Regions from separate parts of the Mus musculus genome. Here region 2 is linked to region 1. The links are chromatin contacts, called in public Hi-C maps. All regions are on one chromosome and are shown on one strand. The core of a region is the stretch at or near the end of the contact, and the rest is flanking DNA. Distances in the headings are between cores, read along the strand shown.

Region 1 (4,889 bases), core at 1,355-3,854:
TCACAGGTAACTCTGCTCCTGTCATTCCAGTCACAATGGCACTTGCCTGGGTCCCTCCTGTGGCCTCTGTGACTTAGTTTATCATCCTACAGCTTTACTCAGAGGCCAGATTTCACACACACCCCTTTAGGCTTGAAGCACCCTGGCTTTGGAAGCCTAGCAGCCTTTCAGGGCCCCATTTAGTAGCCCTGCACCTTGCCTGATCCCTATCAGCTCTTGCCTTGTCCCTTGGCCACCCATCCCGGCTGGGCCCTCATGGTCTCACTGTGGTCTCCTGAATGGAGTTAAGTCCTGGGAATTGCTGGAACCAAGCACCGTCCCCCACCCTTCTTACACTGGCATCTTGAGCACAGACATCAACCTCTCAAATGGACTTTCAGAGTCTGGCTGAACTTTGACCTTGTGTGAGCTAGATTGTGACTCATCTGAGGTCAGTTTGCTCAGCCAGCAGCTGACTGTGGTAACTTGAGTCAAGTGGATATGGAAATGGTTCCTTCCTCTACATCCTTAAGGGACCAGAGCATATTATCCCGTAGGTTCCAAAACGGAGAAGGGGAAGCAGTGGAAAAAGAGATAAAAGCACAGACGCCGTAACTGCAGACTCAGCAAGTCTGGCCTGCACAGTTCTGGCATTGGAGCACGGCCCTGGGCCTGTGGGTAGCCATGAACGCTGTTCTTCCTGGCAGCTCTTAAAGGGGTCCTTTGCCAAAAATAAAAAACTCATGAAGTTGGGTGTGATGGCACAGGACTGGGGTAGACTGGCTGATTCAGGGTGACACATAGAATATCACAAGCATGATAAGAACAGATTCCTGAATGGTTTTGAAATCTCAGGTCCTGGGTCTTAGAGATACTTCACTTGGAAAAACACAAGGATATTCAGGCACAGGACTTGAAAGCACTGGGGACTTCAGGCACGGGACTTAGCACAGCAGAGCTTAAAGGGGGTGGAGGGATGTGAGGTGTTGCACCGGATATTTAGCACCATCTGGACATGACCAGAACTTAAGGGAAGCAATATTCCCACCATTTGTCAGCCTGTGAGTATCACACCTCGTGGAGGACCCCTAAGGTGTGGCTTCACACCTCCTGTTCCCACCACTGACTAACACAGCTCACGGCAGCTGAAGATCAATATATAAACACAATGCAATGTTTCCATTGATTTAGCAGACCCCTCAGCCACTAACTTAGGTCCAAACCTCATCCAGGACATGGACAAGATGGGTCCAACTAAAGAAGAAAACAAAACTATTAGCTTTTCTACCATTTAAGGTAATACAGGAAAAATAAGCAAGCAAGCAAATAACAAAAACAGAGCCAAAAGTGTGAACTGCCCAGGTCCAGATGGATAGTCAGGATTTTGACTCCAACAAGACTGGCAACTAACATAGAGGCTCCTGAGGATGGGTTAGCATGGGACCATGGAAAATAATGTCTTAAGTGGGAAGTGAGGAGCCACAGCTTGTGGGAAAAGGCTTATATCTAAATAAATTCAATACTATGAGAATTTTACATGCTGAGACATGAGGGAGGTCCTAAGCTTGTTAATTAAGAGTGAAACAGAGAGATTGGAGGCCCCTGTGCCCACTATCCCTGCATCACCTGCAGCCCCTACCCTCTGCTCTGACTGGGATTTCCTGGACCTCATAACCTAAGGACTGGCCTTAGCATCACAGCCCTCCACTCCCAGTCTGTGGACTGTAGTGCTTTCTTGCTGATCTTGCATTTTGCTGGGCTATTTCTGTCTCCCTGCCAAGCTGCTGGAAAGGTTTTGAGATTACAGATTGCATTTCTGGGACTCAGAGGAACTGTCAGTGAGAGTGACCACTAAGCAGCTGAGGACCAGCCATCCCTGCCTCCTTCACAGGGGAGTGAGTTCCAGGTTTTCTCAACTAAGTTTTCTACCGTCCTCCTAAATGGAATTAATAACATTGTCTTGGGGGGTATTCAAAGTCCTGAGCAAAAGGCTTTGAAACTATGTAAGCTTTCTGTAAAGGTAGCATTTAATATTTATAATGGCAAGTCTATGCTTATAAGGATCCCCAAACTCTAATCATTGGCTGGCACAGGACTTCACTTTATGGGTAGCTTTTTTGAACTGAGCATATTTCATTTTCAATTAATTAATTATGTGTCAAGGGGACATCCTGTATCCATCCATTTGGAGAACTTCTGATGCAATCAAAGACTTATCTTAATTGGCCCCAGTCAATTCACATGGACACTCTACAATTCAGACACAGCCCATAGGAAAACTGGTTCCAGGCCCTCTAAAGCCCAAACTCTGGCGGTACCACAGTGATTTAGTTTCATTAAAATGTTTTAGTAGGGCTATAAAACAAACCACAGACACTCCCTTTTATCCGATGTAAGGAATTTTCTTTGTTAGTCCCTAAAAGCCAATCCCACACGGGCGGGCGCCATGCTTTGGCAGCAGTGTTGGCAGACTGGCTGTGGTGTCAAGGTGTGAATTCAGCCTGCAGCTGGGGAGAGTGGGTGGTTAGAAGCCAGTCTCCACTGCAAGCCTGCGCCCCTCCTTCTCTGCAAAGCTCAGTCCAGTCCCTTTAGACAAAGGGTTCCCCTCCCCCATCAGCAGTATGGTGATTGGTGGTTGGTTAATGGTGACCTTGGTCCCTCCCTCATTCTCCTGTCACCACCACTGGCCACGATGATGTCTTCCCCCAAGAGATTAATTCACACAATACAACCCCAATCTTCCCTCATGAAGATGGACAAGATTTTTAGACTGTGATTGTTCATGCCTTTCATCAATACAGAATTAAATGAACGGAAGGCCGAGCCTTCAGGTGAACGCAATGCTCCACAGCCCCAGTGGCCAGGCGCCAGTGGTCACTTCCCACTCTTGTCACCTTGGACCTACCTCTCTGTGGCCAGATGAAAAAGGAAAGAATTCCTTTTCCTGGAGTCACAGGAGTTGGCAGGAGACGTCTTCCCACACAGCTGGCAGATTACTTAATGAAGAGCGCCACCCTGTGTCTGACTAGAGAAAACACAATCAGGAAAGGACCTAGGAAGTTCTCTAAGGGAATCCAGCATCAATGTGTTCCAGGGTGACTTCCCCTTATCACGGGGTTCACCCCTCAAGGAGCTAAGCTAGACAGAGGCCCCGTTAGCAGCACAGCCCACAGTGAGACTGCAAGCTTCCACTGACGATCCTGTTGGGATACATAGCTTTGGCAAACTCCAGGTCGGTTGACAAGAGTGCTACCTGTGCCAGGTTCGGATCCATAGGTTAAAGAAACGAAAGCTACTCTCAGCTGGGGCTTCAGGTGAGGACTTGAGGGAGACCACTGTTTTCCCAATGGTTAATTCATGTAAGGCTGTGAACGGCTGGAATGTTAGTCACATACAGTGAAGACACGCACATAGCAACACACGCATCACACAGCCCAGTGTGACAGAGAGAATCCAAATCATCTATGAGGAAGAAAAGAAGAAGAGCCAGCATTGGTTGATACAGTAGGCACAGAGCAGAGCATCTGCTGCATCACTTTTTTTTTTCCTTCCTGTCAGTCAGATGAGGTATGCAGTGGCGATGTCAGCCTCAACACTGCACAGATGAAGACAAGCCCTCAAGGTTATAGAGCTCGCCCACAAGCCTGGTAAAATATGGAACCAGTATCTTCCTCTGCGCGTGCTCACTTCTCCAGCATTGGGTCTGCAATGCCAACCTTCCGGCTGACCTCTGCACTTCTGTTTCCTTTTCTAGGGTGACTCCTGAAATGATATTTTCTAGAGGCCACTGGCAGAGATCCACTCACAGGAGTTGAGGAATCTCTTGATCCAGGATTGAACCAGGCCTCAGACAGGGCAAAGCCTGCTCGACTCAGCACGCCTTTGTGGGATGTCACCTTCCTGAGATTTCCCATCAGTCTCCACAGCATGGCCCCCAGCTCTGGTTCTTTCTGCTCTCAGAACCCCAACCTAGAATTACAGCTCATCTCTTCCACTTTCTGCTGGACAACCTAGAGAGTTCCAGAGTGGTGTCTACCCAAACAGGCTTGTCCTCCTGGAACAGAGAGACAGTGCCTAGGACTACATGTTGAAAAAGTCATTCATTTTTGTTTTTTCTTTTTTTTTATTATCTTTTAGAACCTCTGTATGTGCTTCTCTTGGGTCTTCTGTTTGCTATTTCTTTTGCAGAGCAGCCAGCCATGAGCAGCACTACATGTACTTCAGGGCAGGGTGAGCTTTGTTTGCAAGTACACTTGGCAGTTGCCTTGGCCATACAGATAGCACCTTCAATCAACAGTTGTTCAGAATCTTGAATTTGTACCTGTATCATGCAATCACTTTCTCTTCTAATGTCATGCAGGAGAAAGCAAGTCTCTAAACGTCTATCACCTGGCCTCACTAACATACTACTGTGGTATGCATTTCTTAACACACACAAACTTTTATTTTATCTTGTTTTTTAAGGTGGAGGGGCTGGAGGTGGTCTCCTTACATCTACTAGGCTGGTCACAATCTTTTGATCCTCCTGTCTCTGACTCTCAGGCACTAGGATTACAGGCATGTACCACTATACATAAGTGATATCGTTTTTTTAGGAAAAATGAAAGGCAACATAGAGTTCATGGTAAACATTTTTAAAAATCATTTAATTAACAAAGCAGATTCAGAGGTGGGTTCCACTCCCTTGAAATGATGCAATATGATGAAATGGTCCAGGATACAGGACCTTGTGTTGCTGATGTGACACACAAGGACAGGTCATTATGCATGAGAGCCAGATGACCTAGAAGTGATGCAGAGCATGTCTGTGGACCATGTATCCTTTATGTGACTCATTGAAGACATGGCACCATGTAGATATTGTTCCTTTAAAAGATAAGGTGTTAAATCTGAGGGAACAATTAAATCCC
Region 2 (4,889 bases), core at 1,075-3,574, 180 kb before region 1:
GAATAGGACTGAGTGAACAAAGACCTTGTCCCTTGACTATTGGTCGCCACCCTAGGGAGTCTTTCCTGTGGAGATCATTGCAGCATGGAGACCTCCATCACCTGCCCCTGCACACCCAGGGTGCTGTCTTTCTAAACTGGACTCTCTAATAACCCATGCTTTTAGCATCCCATTTCAACTTTAATCTGTTCCCTGGGAGGAGTCTTCCCTTTGAATCAGCATTTAAATTAGTTCCAACTGTCATCATGCCTGAACATATAGGTAGACAACCTCTTCCTTGGCGATAGGGTCTCTAATGTCCCCTACTTTCTTGAAACTCAAAGCAAGAACACTTATAAAATCAATTAGCTCTGCAAAGTGTCCCATCCCAAAGTCTCCACCAAGAACTCAGATGCCTCCTGGTTATTTGATATCTGAGCCAAACCTCCTGACTTCATGTGAAGTTCTTGTGCCTGTATAGAAGGCCAGTGTGGTGGTGGTGGTGGTGGTGGGGTGGACCCCCAGTAAGGAGGGAACCAATAGCTTGCTGTTCACAGGTGGCTTGATGGCTGAACATGTAGTACAGTTCTATAAAAGTGACAGGAAGCATGGCGTTTGACTACAAACTATTAGTCTAGTGACTGTATGCAAGAAGAGAGGAACATTTCCCGGATGGTGCTAGGGGAGAGACTGTTCACATCTCTGAGGGCTGGCTCCAGGATGGAACTACAAGCCCTAGCTGGGGATGTGGGCTGTCCTGTGTTCGGTGCAGCTATTTTCTCACATGACAAACCCAGGGAGGTGACAGCCTTAACCCCACAGGGTCATCAGTAGGCAGACATACCATCACCCTGTCAACAGTCTTCCAAGTATAAGATATGACAGTGAAGAGCAGTGAATAGCAGCACCCTCACTGCAAGTCTGAGCATGGAGATGGTGTTCCAGTGGAACACCACGCAGAGTTCCTTCTCCTTAGAGGCACTGGGAGCCCCCCACATCAGCAAGTCCCAGATTTTAGCCTCTGTTCAGAGGAAGACAGAGCCCAGGCGCTCAGAAGAGGGTGGCTTTGGGGTGGAGGCAGTGCCCTTTCGCTGACACGTTTATTGGGTTACTATGTCAAGCACCTGTTTTGTCTTTGGGAGAACTGAGCTGGAGGCCTCCAAAGGCCATCTCTTAAGCCAGGCCTTCGAGTCCCACCTAAAGTCAACAGAGGAGACAAGGAAGCACCAATAGAGTGTTTTCTTTTCAGTGGTCGAAATGCCCAGAGCCCACTGTTTTCCACCAAGCTCTGGCAGAGCATAACCTTTCTGAGACTATCAGTAACCGTTCAATTAGCCTCAGGAAACTAGAGCTTTGCAGACAGACCTCAAGAAGTTCACGTGGCTACGCTTTCCGCACGGGCTGATCCTTGCTCGGGAGTTGGTAATAATGCCAGGCCACACCACTGCCCCTTTTAAAGATCAACCATAATATCTCAGAAGCTCAGGGCAAGCTGCCTGTTTGGCATCATCACAACACTCTCAGAAATGTTCTAATTGATATATATATATATATATATATATATATATATATATATATATATATTCTTCTGTCTTCTGCAGTCATCCCTACAACTTGAAAAGTAAACTTTTCTCTTTGTACTTAACTGACTTGAGGCAAGAAGAGCTAGGAGCATTGCGGGGCTGCTGTTGTCTGGTCCAGAGGCGGGTCATCCTGTCCTGCCTCTCTTTTATGTGACATTCTCTTTGTGAACAGGTGTGAGGGCCCAGCTTTGAAACTCGAGCCTGCAGCCTGGCCTGGAGCAGGGGAACCAGGGGCCTGGGGCAGCTGCTGTGCCTCCCCTTCAATCCCTGCGTTCCCTCAACCTCCTTCTCCCCTTCTTTGGCTTCCTCTCATCCTCCCACCCTCCCCCTTTGTCTTCTGTTCCTCCTTGTCTTTGTCCTTCACTACTCTCCTTCTTGATCCTCCTCCCTCCCCCTCCCCTTTCTCTGCTCTCTCACCTCCCCCTGCTCCTCCCCCTGACCCCCCTTCCCCTGTTCCTGCCACTGGAGCATCAGCCTGGCAGAGGCTGGGAGCAGGAGCAGGCCAGGCTCACTGCACCGCGTGAGAGCAACTCTGAGGACCTGTCTGGCCCAGGGTCAGGAGGTCATAGAGGTGGGCGGGGCCCGGGCAGCAGATTGGGAGCCCCCTGCCCCAGCAGCGTCATTTAGACAAACAAGCAGATGGCAGGTGTCAATGGGGACAAAGAGCCATCTGCGCAGCGAGGCTGCCCCACTGTCTCTCACAGGGACTTCATTAAGCCCGACGTCAGATAGCTGTGCTTCAGTCAGAACCAGCAGGGCCCTCGCTGGCTAGAAGAGGGGCTGTAGCTCTGAGCTCTACCCAGCGCTATGCCTGCCAGGCCAGACACAGGCCACAGGGGCGGGGCCTGTGTGTTCACAGTAGGGCTCCTGTCTGCTTTCAAAGGGCCAGCCTTGCCGACTGTGGTAACCTAATGGCTGCCAGAGGCAGGTCTGGTGATGGAATTTAGCATCTCAATGGCTCCCCCTCTAGCATCCATGGCTGCTTTCCGGATACCGGTCCTTGCACCGATGCTCTCAGGTAGCAGCACAGCAAAGCCCTAGATATACAAAGCTGGTACTGGGCTAAGGATCAGTAGAGTTGTACAGCTCCCCAGGAGAATGGGATCCGAGGCCATGGTCCAGGCAGCTCTTGCGGGGTGGGGGGTGGGGGGGGCGGGCAAGAATGATGTAGCCATCCTGAATCTTCCTAGCTAGTCACGTGGGGGAGGTTCTGGATTTGGGCATTGGTGAGAAAGGGCCCCAATCCAAGTGTCACCTTGGCCAATGTCTCTTCATTCAGGATGGAAAGGTTAAGTACCGATGCTGGTTGGTTTTTATAAACTTGACAAAAACCTGGACTTAACAGGGAAGAGAGAATCTTATTTTTTTTTCTATTTTTTACACTCCATATTTTATTCCCCCTCCCCATCCACCCTCCAACTGTTCCACATCCCATACCTCCTCCCCACCTCCTTGTCTTCATGTGGATGTCTCCACCTCCCTACCCCACCTGACCTCTAAATTCCCTGGGGCCTCCAGTCTCTTAAGGGTTAGGATGAGAGAATCATAACTGAGAAAATGGCCTCACAGATTGGCCTGTAGTCAAGTGTCTGACGTTATTGACTTGATTCGTGATTGACATGGGAGGGCCCAGCTCACTGTGGGCAGTACCAGTCCTGGGCAAGTGGTTACGGGTGGTATAAGAAAGCAAGCTGAGCAAGCTTCCTGCACAATTACAATCAGAAATCTGGGCAAGAGCAGCCAGTGAGCAAGACAGGGATGTGTGTAAGTTCAACCGCTCCTCTCCTACTAGACACCCACACATTTCAGTGTGAGATTATAGCCTCTGCCAACCTCTCTCTCTCTGTGTGTGAGGAAGATAGCAAGACAACCTCACATAGGTTGCACCTGAGGAGGTGACGTGGACCCAAGGATAGCAATACAACCTGTTGCCATTGAGGAAGGAAACACGTGGCCATACCTTCTAAAGTATTCTGGGAAGAGTGTAGGATGATCAGGGTGAGACATGCTCCTGGCAAGGGTCTGGGTAAATACTGGGAAACTGTGGACAGAACACAGAACGGTGTGGAGCCCCTGGAGGGGGGTGGCTTATGGATGATCCCTGGGCTCTGGTGCTAGAAACTGGAGGGACTCATGAAGAAGAGATAAGGGAGGTGGCAGAAGAGACAGAGGGTGCCATTGTGCAGAGCTGTAAGCCATGGGAAAGGTTGCATTTCATTTTAAATGTACAGATCAGTGAACAGGCCTTTTAGATAAACTTCATGAGAATATAGCTTGACTTGTCATGTAAAGGGCTCTTAGGACCATAACACAGGCACTACACTAATCCAATCAGGATACCATTGCCCCACAGAAAACCTCCATCTATTACCTACCCATCTCCAGTCTTCTCAAACCATACCCTCCGAAATGAGCACTGTACATTTTATGTAAATGAGGTCCCAAGACCTGGGCTTTTATGTTCGCTTTCTTCCAGTCAGCTATGTGTGGGAGACTAATGTTGTGTCACATGCTAACACATCATTGGCTTTTCCCGATACACAGTGTTTCATTGCTCTCTTGGTGATGAATAATGAAGCAATTGGAGCCCTTTGATTATAAATAGTGATACTGTCTGTATTTATGTGGATATGCTTTTCCACTTTTTTTTTCTTCTGAGACAAGGTCTCATTCTATATCCTAGGCTAGCCTCAAATTCATAGAGAATCTTCCTGCTTCAGTCTCACAGGTGCTGAAGTGACAGACAAAAGCTTCCAGGTCTGGTTGTGTTTTTATTTGTCCTTCATAGATACCTAGGAATTCAATTTTTGGCTCATGGGATAACTTCACATTTGTCCTTTGAGGAGCTGTCAAACTATGACAGGTTTTAAGCAGGAATGTCTTAGTTAGGGTTTTACTGCTGTGAACAGACACCATGACCAAGGCAACTCTTATAAGGACAACATATATTTGGCGTTGGCTTACAGGTTCAGAGGTTCAGTCCAGTATCATCAAGGTGGGAACATGGCAGCATCCAGGCTGACATGGGGCAGGAGGAGCTGAGAGTTCTACATCTTCTGAAGGGCTGCTAGAAAACTGGATGAATGAGGGTATTAAAGCTCACGCCCACAGTGACACACTTCCTCCAACAAGTCCACACCTACTCCAACAAGGCTACACCTCCTAGTAGTTCCACTCCCTTGGCCAAGCATTTACAAACTACCTCAAGGACTATAGGGATGTACTGTAATTCTTAGTATAGATATGGCTTTTTATTTCACATACCCAGCACCCAATTTTGAAAGTTGGATGGGGTATAGCAAGGAATAGCTTGCTCCTTCTTGCTTG

The links. Hi-C and Micro-C count contacts between places; a contact is called where the count stands out from the background.
Region 2: a Hi-C map of the N1E-115 cell line shows a contact between it and region 1, with 3 times the contacts expected there. The contact joins two enhancer-like sites. A contact is called at or near these places in 2 of 484 Hi-C or Micro-C datasets (the N1E-115 cell line and embryonic stem cells), 8 of 115 datasets of contacts at active chromatin or transcription factors (VIP interneurons, differentiating embryonic stem cells, embryonic stem cells and 2 more) and 2 of 9 other capture datasets (adipose tissue and embryonic stem cells).

Annotation. Positions count from the first base shown.
Region 1 is chr17:15,063,941-15,068,829 of GRCm38.p6, reverse strand. Ermard (ER membrane associated RNA degradation) reads right to left here. Exons shown (of 18, transcript NM_001039552.3): 18 at 4,598-4,889. Among named protein-coding and RNA genes, the nearest start is that of Gm35343, 10 kb to the right of the region's middle. Within about 2 kb of position 2,604, at least 88 of the 459 cell types and tissues checked have an H3K27ac peak or open chromatin away from gene starts, as enhancers often do. A contact at or near this core is called in the N1E-115 cell line and differentiating embryonic stem cells, where this site is marked.
Region 2 is chr17:15,245,491-15,250,379 of GRCm38.p6, reverse strand. No RefSeq gene overlaps it. Among named protein-coding and RNA genes, the nearest start is that of Gm5091, 7.2 kb to the right of the region's middle. Within about 2 kb of position 2,324, at least 92 of the 459 cell types and tissues checked have an H3K27ac peak or open chromatin away from gene starts, as enhancers often do. A contact at or near this core is called in the N1E-115 cell line and differentiating embryonic stem cells, where this site is marked.